Regions from separate parts of the Mus musculus genome. Here region 2 is linked to region 1. The links are chromatin contacts, called in public Micro-C maps. All regions are on one chromosome and are shown on one strand. The core of a region is the stretch at or near the end of the contact, and the rest is flanking DNA. Distances in the headings are between cores, read along the strand shown.

Region 1 (2,828 bases), core at 210-2,709:
GGATGAGTGGCTGGTGACATCTGGTGTCACTTGAACTTCCTCAGAATCCAGCTGGTCAGAAGGTACAAATTAGGAATCCTGGCAGCCACGGGTATGCTGGGTTCAATGGCCCTACCCATGGGTTTGTAGGCCACTCACATTACACCCTGGGCTTCCTTCCTGGAAAAGGCTTATCCTGAGATGACACTCCATAGTAGCCGTTGGGAGACACCTGTTCTGACCTTAACACCACCACCCACTCCCACCCCACCTCCCTGCGCCCCTTCTGAAAACAGCTGTATGAACAGAGGGTCTGTTGCTGGGCAGTTAGGCAGCCACTCATATACAAAGATCTGTGCCAGATTCTTTTTAAAAAATAGTTTTTGTTTGTAAGCCCCTAAACAAACTCACTCACACCACCCACCGCCCACAGGGGGCAGCTGAGAGCCAGCAGCCAACAGGCATCAGGGAGCACGCGCGGGGCTAACCCTGCCCTCTGCGCGATTCTGGCCTCCAAAGACAGTGATGCCAGTAGACCTGGCGCACTCGCCTGACAGTCAGGCTTCTTTAAATACACACTCCCTCCTCCTCGCCCAGACCCCATGCCCATCCTGGTGTGCCCCATGCCTAGAAAAGTGTGTTACAACAAGGCAAGAAAAAAAATCCCCTTTTCAGAGGAGAAAAGCCCCATTTCTGGTGCCTGGGATTTAGCTCTCAGTATTTCCACCGAGTACCCTCCTGCCTGCTCTCAAGAGTCGCACACCTCTTCCCTGGGTCGAGCCCAGGTCTCCGGGTGCACGTGGGCGGTGGCAACTCCCATCTGCTCCGGGCCCAGTACCCACTAAGGCCCCGGGTCCTGACCCACCTGTAGCCTCCAAGCTCCCCTCCGCGTCCTTCTAGCAGACCTCCGCCTGCGAAGCCCAGGACCCCCAGCAGGCGACCTCTCACCCCAACGCTCTCTCGCTTGTTTGTTTTGCTTTTTTTCCCCCTCTTCATCGGGGGAAAAAAAGTTGGCCCAGAATCTGGCGTCCCATCGATCTGTCCCCATCCCCACGCGACCTGCACCAGGGGGCTCGCCTAACAGCTCCGGAGCCCCCGAGGTGCCACGAGGAGCTGTCGCCTGCTCACCCGGATCCCGGGCCAGCAGAGCCAGCGACCCAGGCCTCTGCGCGCCACCTCGCCGGCCCGCCGCACGCCCACCTACCTTAGGGGACCAGCAGCGGTGACCGTGGCGCGGGCGGAGACAGCGTGCTGTGTCCCGGGATGAAAGTTTGTGCCATGCAGAGCAGGGCGGCGCGCGGACGACGCGACCCCGGGGGTGGGGGCAGAGCGCGGGGCGCGGCCGCTCGCTTGTCGTCTGTCCCTCCGGCGCTGGCCGCACAGGTACCTCTCCAGAGCCAGTGGCCGCCGCGCTCCCGCTCGCTGCGCTCTGCGCCCTGCGCGCTCTGATTCCAGCCCCGCCGCCCCCACTCCACCCCGCGCCGCCGCCGCCGCCTCCGCCGCGCGTCCGCCCGCTACACTTCCTCTTCCTCTGAACTCATGTGCAAAATATGCTGTGCTGCATCTTCTTGGGGGAAGCCGAGCGGCCCCTGGCAGCCCCGCACGAGAGACCCGTCCGCCCCGTGCGTCGCCAGCGCCGCGCAACCGGGCTCTCCCTCCCCCTCCCCCTAACCCCACCTCTCTTTCCCAGGCTTGGGTTTTGGGACCTGCTTAGGAGAGCACCAAGGTGGCAGCCAAAATACTGGGAAGGCGACGGCCATCAACGTGCTGATTGATGGCTAGGGCGGGGAGGAGAGCTAGAAAGAGATCCATTCTGGACCCATTCCACAGGTGGGAACGTCCCCAGGCAGCTTCTGCTCCCAGGTTTATCTCTCCGAAAGTAGTGCTTGGGAAGAGAAATAGTACCACTGGCCTCAGCCTCTTTCCCGACTTTATCCAGGTATCCAAAGGTTTGAGATCCTGATGCAATTGGGTCATCTTAGCCTAGCAAAATGGATTCCCCAATGAGAATCCATAAGGCTGTTCCCTAAAACAGGGCTGCTTTACCATAGTGAAAGTGTGAAATCCTGTCTCCTTGAGGCCAGTAAAACAAAACAGAATTACCGTGCAGGGCTTGAGAGCAGGAACCCTAGAGACAAATGGTCAGGATGGATTGCTGCCTTCTGTCCTTACTTCCCAGTGACTGGGGGTGACTTTGGGCCTGTTCATCGGCCAACCAGCACTTCCTTGTGTCTTATTAAATGGAAAATGCTTGGAAGCGTTCTATAATTCTGCGATTATCGTTATTATCATCATTACCATAAGGGGCTGAGATTTAATTGATTACCCTGTTCTGGTTGGGCAAAGAAGGGTCCTTAGGCATTGGAGCTACACGCGGCAGAGGGCTGGCTGATCTAGACCCTGTGTTTTAATGAGGTCCTTCTGGTACTAGAAACATGCGCGAGGGGGGAGGCAGCACTGCCTGTTTACAGGAACTCCTCTTGTGAGAGCTACTCAGGGATTTTCTTCCCTGTGGCCCTCTCCTACTCCCCCCATCACTCTGCCCCTGAATTGTCTTTTTACTCCTCTGCCTATTTACCCACCCCATCCCGGCATTCCGCCCACTTTTCTCCACATTTCCCTATCCCTAGTTCATGTCTGGAAATAATAAGCCAGGACAGGGGTCCAGGGCACCCCAGTGTTGAACATTTATTTATGAAGTCAAAGGGAGGGAGGGTGCCTTTCCGCTAAAGATCCTGCTGAGACCTGGAAATCAGGACTCTTACACCAGTGTTCAGGACCGTTGATGGTCACTACAGAGAGAAAACAGCACCTAACAGAACCTAACAGTGCCAGCCAGTGGTCAACAA
Region 2 (2,797 bases), core at 236-2,735, 320 kb after region 1:
CAAGGTCTCTAAGTTCTGTCCCAGGGGACTCTCAGGTACTCCTGGCCCAGGGAAAGTGCCTTTCCAGAAGATGAAATACAGTGAGAGAAAAACTGGGAAGCCAGAACCAGGCATGAAACTGGACCTCAGGGTGGCTGGGTTGGGGAGGTGGGTGGAGCCTCTGGTACCACACAGTGCACTCGTCCTGCTCTTCTGCCAATGGCTCTGCCAGGCTACACAGTGGCCCTGCGTTCTTCCTTGGCTCCAGGAATGGAGGTTTAAGGAAAGTATTTGCATATGAGAGCGACATGTTAATCATTGATTTTTGATCCTGTCCCAAACGATGGTCCTGATTTGGATGGTACCCACTAGGGGTTGAACAAGCAAGTCTCTCTAGTGTCAGGTTTAGGAAAGACACAGACTACAATGATAAACCTCCGTGGGACAACCCAGAGGCACCAAATAAACTCTGCGGAGGTCTTCTGTCTCTCAACGCCTGCCAGCCATGCCATCCCTACCCCAGATCCTGGCAACCTGTCGTGCTCATTGAGTTTAGCAGCCCAAGGACACGCAAGAGGATTGGTTTCTGTATGGGAAATGGGTTTGCTCCACTGAGGAAGCCCAGGGGGAGCAGGGTGGGAAGGGAGCGGGTTCCGAATGAAGGGCTGGAGCTGGACGCGAGGTGCAGCGGCCAAGACCACAGCCCCAGGACCCTCAGCTCGCCCGCGGCCTGCGGGTTCGCTGTCCCCCTCGGGATGCCTTCAGGTGACTGACAGCTGGCTGTGGCGTGCGCCTCGCTGAGCCGGCCTAGGAGAGCGACCACAACCGCAACGCCCGTGCCCGGAGCCCGGACGGGTCCCCTCGGCCTGTAGGGGGCAGCGCGAAGCCCGGGAGGCGATGGCCGCGGGTAAGTGGCGGTGGGCCCGGGGGCCATCAGAAGCCGCCCTGGGCCTCGGCTGAGCCCTGAAGGTGTGGGGGGGGGGGGGGAGACTGACGGGCCTGGGCGGAGCCGGGAACCCCGGAGCCCCGCGCGCCGCGCCTCCGCGTGTCGCCAGCGCCGCGGAGTGGGCGCACGTGTCCCTCGCGCCCCGCCGCCGCGAGCTCGTCGGTGAGCGCGGGGCCGGAGGGGACGCGGCGCTCGTCGGTGAGCGCGGGGCCGGAGGGGACGCGGCGCGCGGCGGTGGGCGCTGGCGCGCGCGCGTTATTTTTGGCGCCCGCAGCGGCGCGTGTGCCGGGGCGTGTTTTCCTTCCCCAGGTGCCGGCAGCGGGGGCGCCGCCGCCCAAGCTGACTCCTCTCTCCTCTCTCTCTCCCCGACCCCGGCAGGACCCCAGAGGTAATTCCGCCTGCACGACGTCCTTCGCGCCGGAGGCGAGCTCGCTGCACGCGCCACATCCCAACCAAAAAGAGAAAGAAAAAAAAAAAAAAGAAAAAAAAAGAAAAGAAAAAGCGGAAGAAGCGGCCGAGGCGGCGGCGGCGGCGAGGAGGAGGGGCCGCGCGCAGCGGCCCGAGGCGGCGGCGGCGGGGACGCGGGGACGCGGCTTTGTGCAGGCGGGTCGTGGGGCGCCCATGGCGGAGTGTGGCCGGGGCGCCGCAGGAGGGGCCCTGCCCACCTCCCCGAGCCCGGCCCTAGGCGCCAAGGGCGCCCTGAAAGCCGGAGCCGGGGAAGGCGGAGGTGGTGGCGGGGGAGGTCGCCTCGGCCACGGGCGGGCGCGCTATGACAGCGGCGGGGTTTCCAACGGAGACTGCAGCCTCGGCGTGTCCGGGGACGAAGCCCGGACCAGCCCTGGCAGGGGACCTCTAGGCGTGGCGCTCGCGCGGACCCCTAGCCCAGCTGCCGGTCCGGTCCCCAGGGACAGCAAACCGGGCGGCCTGCCCCGCCGGAGCAGCATCATCAAGGTAAGTAGGAGACCCGCGCGCGTCCTTGGGCTCGCTTTCCCCGCCCCGGAGAAGCTGTGGCGGAAGGAGGCGATGCAAAATGAGCCCACTGCGAAGGGGAAGCCAGGGTGTAGGGGTGTTTGGAGTGCTGGAGCAGGGATTGGAAAGCTGATGGCATTGGGAAAGAATGGAGAGGTGATCTGAGTGTGCAGGAGTGCTGTGCTCTGACATCCCCAGAGCAACTTGGGGCTGTCACCTCTCTCCAGATTGACTTGGAATTAAATGGCCTTGTACCTGCCTGGGTAGGACAGGCTTTTCAGAGGCAGCTTAGCATGGTGGCACACTCCCTGTAAGGTTTCTATTGTATTTTAAAGGACAGGGATCATGTGAAAATATTTTCTCAAAACCCCAGGCAATGAACATATATTATTTAATAGATTTCTTCTAATCTACTGGGTAATTGGTTGCCCCTTGCAAGTGATTGTATTTGGGGAATGTAAATACCTCTCCTTCAGTTACTCGGAGAAAGGGAACATAAACACAGATTTCCTCTTTTTTAGCCTCAAAAGCTCTGAGAGAATACAGTTCCGCACAATTTAATTCTTTCCTAGCTGCTATAAGCAGGCCTCTCCAAATTAGCAAGTTTCTTTGGAATGGTTTTTGCTTGTTTTTGTTTTTGTTTGTTTTGTTTTTCATGGTGCTATTTAGAAAGCCACCAGTTGTTTTGTGAATTTTAAATTTCAAGAGGTGACATTAAGAGTTTATGGTGGCTTCCTTCAAACATTGCAGTGTAGTTGCAACATAAAAATATTTCTTGTGACTCGAAGTGAAAAGAGAAAGTTGATAAGCTACGAAAAGTAGAACCTTGAGCCAGATCAGCCCATTTGGCTTGTTCAAATATGGAGCAAATATGGAATGTTGCTTTTTGAGACATGAAGGAGT

Evidence for each region. Hi-C and Micro-C count contacts between places; a contact is called where the count stands out from the background.
Region 2: a Micro-C map of embryonic stem cells shows a contact between it and region 1, with 4 times the contacts expected there. The contact joins the promoter of Plcl2 here to the promoter of Rftn1 in region 1. A contact is called at or near these places in 1 of 39 promoter capture datasets (pre-B cells) and 8 of 484 Hi-C or Micro-C datasets (B cells, the N1E-115 cell line, embryonic stem cells and 1 more).

What each region holds. Positions count from the first base shown.
Region 1 is chr17:50,189,038-50,191,865 of GRCm38.p6, forward strand. Rftn1 (raftlin lipid raft linker 1) reads right to left here and starts at 1,460. Exons shown (of 10, transcript NM_181397.2): 1 at 1,184-1,460.
Region 2 is chr17:50,508,062-50,510,858 of GRCm38.p6, forward strand. Plcl2 (phospholipase C-like 2) reads left to right here and starts at 1,486. Exons shown (of 6, transcript NM_013880.3): 1 at 1,486-1,876. The coding sequence starts at 1,547.